2 separate regions of the Mus musculus genome follow, and region 2 is linked to region 1. A link is a contact called in public HiChIP or PLAC-seq data. All regions are on one chromosome and are shown on one strand. The core of a region is the stretch at or near the end of the contact, and the rest is flanking DNA. Distances in the headings are between cores, read along the strand shown. Region 1 holds the start of Accsl (1-aminocyclopropane-1-carboxylate synthase (non-functional)-like). Region 2 overlaps Hsd17b12 (hydroxysteroid (17-beta) dehydrogenase 12).

Region 1 (3,170 bases), core at 350-2,849:
TCCCAGCACCCACATGGTGGTTCATGACCTATAAAGGGATCTGACGCCCTCTTCTGGCATGCAGGTGTACATGCAGCAGAGCACTCATACATAAAATGAATAAAATAAACACAAAATTTAAAAATCAATATACTATACTATACTATAAATAAATGTTAATCAAACATAACCAAGATCCCTCTCTATGTGCCTTGGAACCAGAGAGCAGAGAAGCCTAAAGCCCAGACCTCAGATAAGTGCCTTCGGGCATCCACTCACCCACCCACCCACCCACTCATCCACTGACAAGGTATTAACATCCATTAATGTTATGAATCTCGAGGCAAACAACTTTGGAAAGACAGAAGATTTATTTCCATGCATAGTTTTGAAGGCTTCAGTTCACAGTTGCTTAGCTCTGTTAATATTAGACCAGGTAGCATATCATACTGGGGAGCCGCTGGTGGAGAGGAGAGGAGAGAGAGAGAGACAGAGAGAGAGCCAACAGCACTGCTTTAAGGCCTTAGGAGGAAACTTTCAGTCCAAATCCCAGCAATTATTGAGCTCCTGGTCTTCCTCAGACAGACAGCAATAAATAAGACAGTTGAAGCATCTCTCCTCATGGGGTTTAGATTCTAGATAGGGGAGCTGGAAAGAAACAACACAGAGAAATGAGTCAGGTGTGTTTACCATTTAGAAGAAAATAATGCCATTAAAAAAAAAAAAAACAGAAGGGCGAATGAGGAGGGAAAGTGGCCGTGGGGCAAAAGGAGGGGTGGACGTTAGCAGTCCAGAGTCCTGGGGTCCCTAGACCAGCACCCAACTGTAGCCCAGGGTCTCACTACATAAACCAGGCTGTACCTGAACTCAAGGAGGCCCTCCTGTCTCTGCTTCCCACGTGCTGGGATTAAATGCACGTGCCACCACACCTGGATCATCTTTCCCTCAAAGTTTGAGAGCAGGGCATGGGTATTCTGGAAGGATAGGCTACTTTGGGTCCACATCTGTCCCTAGACAGTCACGGGAGGCTCAGTCACAGCTGAGACATTTCATACAACCCTTCCTGCCCCGTCATGTCAGCACACATCCATCCTCCAGTTAGTCTCCACACCACCTGGGATGTAGTTTTCCTGGCCTCTGTCTTTCCCAAGGAGAAAGGAAGGCTTGCCAAAGCCACACAGGCAAGGGACCCTATGTCCTGGGCCCTAGGGGATGGTGCCTGGGGTTCCTGGTGCTCCCTCCAAGACCTCTTAATGCAGTGGCCCCTCCTGTGCTGACTAAACCCCACTTCAGCCTACTCTCAAATATGGCCTCCTCAGAAACGGGGAGGTACCATAGGCTTCTTTGTGCTTTGAACAGGCTCCTCCCCCTCTGGTTACTTTCCATAGTCAGTGAGCACCCGATTCATCCCGTGTCTTGCCTGTACACACAGGCCCTGGCTCTAGCCTCCTTCGAAGAGCAGGGGCCCTCCCAGCCTGTGAACACTTCAGCTGAAGCCAATACTCTTCAGATTTGCTCCAACCGGATACTCCGAGCCAGTTCTCTGTAATTATGCCAAGGCCATCTAGATAATGGGGAGCTGCTGGGTAGTTGGCTCCAGGAGGGGAAAAGATGGGTCTCATTACCCTGCAAGCCACCTTGTGCTTAAAAGAGAGGGGAGGGGGCGGAGGAGCAAGCTTCTGCTCCCTGAATGACAAAGACACTCCTGGATTTAGACTTCGGACTGCACAGAGATGAGTGAGAACAGAAATGAAGGTGAGCTCGGTGGGGTGACTACGCAAGCCATGAGAATGGAGGGAGGCAGGGACTTTGGGCCACACACAGTGCCCTGGAGCTTAAAAGAAAGTGGAGTTTTATTGTCAAACGGCTTAGACCTAACATTGTAATACAACATTATCCATAAAGCCGGTGCTTGAGAACTGGGTAGTGGAGCTACAGAAGCAAAGCAACAGCAACCTCGGTGTTTTCCGTTTTGACTCTGTGTTGGGTTATGTTCATGGCCGCACTGGGGCACACGAGGCACGGCCACTAGGGGCCGATGTGCCTGGAACCTTCCCTGATAAACACATCCTACTTCTGTGTCTGGTAGACTCAGTTCATTCCTTTGAGCCTCTATTTCTCATCCACAAAGCGAGGCTTGTGGAACTAACTGGAAAGACGGACCAGGTGAAGCCTAGGGGAACCCTACCCTAGCACTGAGCCGATCCCTGCCTGGCTCCTTCCCACCTCCTCTGCTCAAGACCTACCTTGAGCCCGAACTCATGGCAGAGGAACATCGTGCCAGCAGCAGCTTGTCTGACCCTGATGCTGATTTTAACCAACCTGGAGGATCTGGAAGGTAGGTGAGGGCAGACTTAAGGACCCTGAAACCAAGGCAGAGCCAAGGGGTTTGAAGGAGAGGACTGATGAACCCCAGTTCTAATGCTTAGGGCTTGGCTTTAGGGGCAACATTTCTTTGTGCTGCAGCATCATTTACATTTCCTATATAAGAAGTCTTGTCAGAGTCCCCAACTTCTAAGTTCCCTGATGACCTTAGCCCATTTTCACTTCCTTCTTAAAAATACATCTTCCAGGAGAATGCAATTCTTTGTGTGTGGACACTGCGTGTATAGAGAGGGGAGAGGTCACTGTTGAGTGTCTTCATCACGTTCCACCTTGTGCTTGAGATAGAATCTCTTACAGATGCTCTCTGTTTGGGCTAGACTGGCTGGCCACCGAACCTCCTGGATGTTGCAGAGCATGTTTAGTACTTTGAAGTGCTGATACTATACATGTGTAGAAGAAGCAACAAGGTTTTAGACATGTGTGGGTGGGGTTGTTGTTGCTTGGAAAAAAGCTGAGAATCACAGCATATGGTGGAAGGGTCATAAGCCTAGTTTTCTGGGTGGAGGTTGTCTTAAAGAATGAGAGGCAGTGGTAGCCTCAGGCAGCCCCACCACCTGGAGTTTGCTGTCTTGGTTTGTTTCGCTGGCTCATTGAGGCATTAAGAAGGTATTTCTTGGTCGCTCCTGGTATTCTGACCGGTTTTTAGAAACACTGGTAGCATGTTCACTGAGTACAGACCTGGGAGCTTGGTAGAAATGAAGACTTTTTGGTTCTTACCCCAACCTTGATCTAACTGAAGTCCAGGAACTTGGCTTCACTGTCTGAGGCCCGTATCACACTGCTAGGTGATTCAGATGGGCCACAGA
Region 2 (3,170 bases), core at 255-2,754, 170 kb before region 1:
TACCGTTTACATCAGTAAATTTTAAATTATTTAATTTCATCCATCATTGTCTTCATTACTAAGATTCACTTGAGGTCTAAACTTAGAATGAATTACTAAGAAAAGGAAAATTCATATTTATGAAGAAAAACGTGGCTGTCCCACTGTGAAAATAAATCCCCGGATACTGAGTAGAGCAGAGAGCCCATGTTAAGCTGAAACGTAGCTGCTTTTCTCTGGGTGGTGTTTCTGTCTTCTAGGTTACGGACTGGGGGATTGAGTGCCTTGCTGCACCTTCTATTCCATCCCATGTTTCTTGGGTCATCTCGTTAACACACAGATCAAGTGACCTCGTTAACACAGAGATCGGTACTGCTGGCGTCTCTCACTGGCTATACCTGAAGCTTAGTATTGAATTCAGACCCCACAAGGCATCAGTGCTCTTGCTACTTATTTATGTTGAGGCTAGAGCAAACTGTGGAATGTCCTCTGTGTTCTCTGCCCTGTGAAGTGCCCATGACTCATTTTAACGCCTCTTTCCTCGAAGCTAGTTTCCTTAGATTCTCTGCCTGATAGGAATCTAATATGGCTAGAAACCACCCCACATCACCTCTTCAGGACTGTCTCACACTGCCGCCAAGCTCCTTCTGTCCCTGAGCTCTGGACAAAAGGCTCAGGTTCCAGTGCATCTTCCCTGAGTCCCTATCTCAGGCCTTAGACACTTGGATTTTCCTTCTTCCCGGAGCCTCACATGCCTCTGTCTGCTGCTGGGCCTGCTCACCAAGTGGTTTTTTTGTTTGTTTCTTTTCTTGAGAAAGTGTATTATAGTATAGACCAGGCTGGCCTTGAACTTACAAAGCACCTGCCTCTGCCTCCTGCCTGCTGGGTAAAAGCCATACACCAGCACTCCCAGGTTGCAATGTGTTCCTGAGCAAAGCTGTTTGCTACCTCGGTGTTGCTAATGTTCTCCCCCTGCCCCCTATCTTTCAACAACTGAAGACCGATGGGGAGGAGCAAAAGGAACTTGTGCATACATCCTTCAAAGAACAAAACTCACGTGAAATCTAAGTGAGGAGATAGGCGCTGGTCTGCCCTGTGCTCACTAGTAAATGCTGAGTGAGTGAGGAATAGCCAGGGCCACCTCAGCTCCCACAGTCCTCTTGGTTTCCTTCCTAAGTCATTTTTATTAAGAGATAATTTTAAAGCTATTTACAAAAAAAAAAAAAAAGTGGAGCTGGGCAGTGGTAGTACACGCTTAAATAATTAACTCCAGCACTTGGAAGGCAGAGGCGGGTTGATCTCAGAGTTCAAGGCCAGCCTGGTCTACAAAGCAAGTTTCAGGACAGCCAGGGCTATACAGAGAAACCTTGTGTCAAGAAGCTAAAAAGAAAACAAAACAAAGCCAGTTGTAGGCATAGACAGTACCAAGAAGAGCAGCCTGGTCTGTTTGCCCAGCTTTCCCCTTTGTTACTGTCTGACTCCACCTAGAGCCATTAGAGAGGCCTTAGACAGGAAGTCGGGTGTGCTCTTTCGCTTCGCCTCAGCTTCTTAGTGCACATCTGACAAGTTAAGTTCTTAGATAACTACAGCAACACTAAATGTGAGGTTGAATGCTGGTGTAACGTTATTGATTAGATGATCTGTGTTCACTGTTTTACCTCTTCTCTTGTTTATTCTTTTTCATTTTGGTTGGTTGGTTGGGGGGGGGTTGTTTTTGTTTTTGTTTTGTTTGTTTGTTTTTTGACACAAGGGCTCACTATGTAGCCCAGGCTAGCCTTGAACTCAGTCCTCCTGCCTTTGCCTCTGGAATGCTGGAATTTCCAGCATGCATCACCACACCCTGTAACACTCTTTTCAGTTTCCTTTTGTTTTCTGGTGCTGGGGGTTGACTGTAGCACCCCTAGGCAAGTACTAGACCAGTGCTCTGCCACTGACCTATGTTCCCAGCCATCTTTACAGTAATGTTTGATTCTCCAGAAAAGCATTTGGTCTAGAATCCGGTATTCCATTCTCCTGTTTCTTGTGTTTCTTTCTCTCTGGACTCTTTTATGCCACTGATGTTTTGGAAGAGCACAGCACTCCTCCCCACTCTTCTGTCTTGAGCATACCTCATTTAGGCTTATCTGACACAGCTTGTAGTTATCGGGTTATGCTTTTATGCCTACAGCAGGAAGGATATACTGCTGAATCCTTCTCAGGTTGTCACATGGGAAGACAGGAGTCTCTGTCTGTTGCACTAGTTGCCATCAGTGGGGAGACCCCTTAAAACATGCAAATATCTTACTTCCTTAGACAGTTTGCCTTAAGTTGTTAAATTTATATGTTAACCCTATATAATATATATAATTTATGTGTTAACCCTATATGCTTGCTTCACAAACTTGCCATATGAAGAGATAGCCTATCTGGATTTTAGTCCAGGTGAAAGCATGGAGACGTCAATAAGTCCTCCCCTGGTCCAGTCTAGTTTTGTGCAGACCTCATTGCCTGTGTGCTTAGAGATAGTGAGGAACAGACACTAAGCTCAGCGTCACCAGACCAAGATTATGAGTTCTGCTCTCACCCCTCAGTGGTCATCTGACCTGTACAAGATTTCTCTGTGGCTTTGCTCCTTAATTTTTGACTCCTAAAGGCAAACGAGGTGACTAATGTGACATATATAAAGGCATCAGAAACTGGGAAGTGATAGTATGTATAGAGAAGAGAGATGAAAAACAGAAGCAGTGTGCATTTATGGAACCCCTACAGTGTGCCCCATGCTCACTCACTGTTACCAAGAAGCAGTGTGCATTTATGGAACCCCTACAGTGAGCCCCATGCTCACTCACTGTTACCAAGTTTGAGCTTGATGCTAACCTGACCCCATGTCCCAGACTGGAAAATAAAAATTAAGGTGTATCTCCATTTGTCAGGAGTGGGGCAACAAAAGACTCAAGATCCCTGACTCAAGGCACACAGATATTTAAACACACTACCAATCAGTGGACCCTAAATGAGAGGCCTGTGTATTATGTTTCACATATCTCCAGTCAGGAAGTATGTAGAGTGTAGTATTGGGTATGGTAGTTGGGAATATGGTAGCAAGAAAAACAGGCAGTGAACAAGAAAACATGAGTACAATGACCCCCTATAGCGATAGTGCTGTACATCTCAGCAGGTGGAGAAAGTATAGGGAAATTTACTGATCCAGG

What was found. HiChIP or PLAC-seq counts read pairs in DNA pulled down with a chosen protein or histone mark.
Region 2: a contact with region 1 is called in an H3K27ac HiChIP or PLAC-seq map of embryonic stem cells, with 5 read pairs. The contact joins the enhancer-like site here to the promoter of Accsl in region 1. A contact is called at or near these places in 4 of 39 promoter capture datasets (the C10 cell line, the HPC-7 cell line, cranial neural crest and 1 more), 1 of 484 Hi-C or Micro-C datasets (embryonic stem cells), 1 of 115 datasets of contacts at active chromatin or transcription factors (embryonic stem cells) and 1 of 9 other capture datasets (adipose tissue).

The regions. Positions count from the first base shown.
Region 1 is chr2:93,867,586-93,870,755 of GRCm38.p6, reverse strand. It overlaps Accsl (1-aminocyclopropane-1-carboxylate synthase (non-functional)-like), which reads left to right and starts at 1,599. Exons shown (of 15, transcript NM_001033452.4): 1 at 1,599-1,734. The coding sequence starts at 1,713.
Region 2 is chr2:94,039,230-94,042,399 of GRCm38.p6, reverse strand. The region is part of intron 9 of Hsd17b12 (hydroxysteroid (17-beta) dehydrogenase 12); the gene reads left to right. Among named protein-coding and RNA genes, the nearest start is that of Alkbh3, 30 kb to the right of the region's middle. Within about 2 kb of position 1,504, at least 16 of the 459 cell types and tissues checked have an H3K27ac peak or open chromatin away from gene starts, as enhancers often do. A contact at or near this core is called in embryonic stem cells, where this site is marked.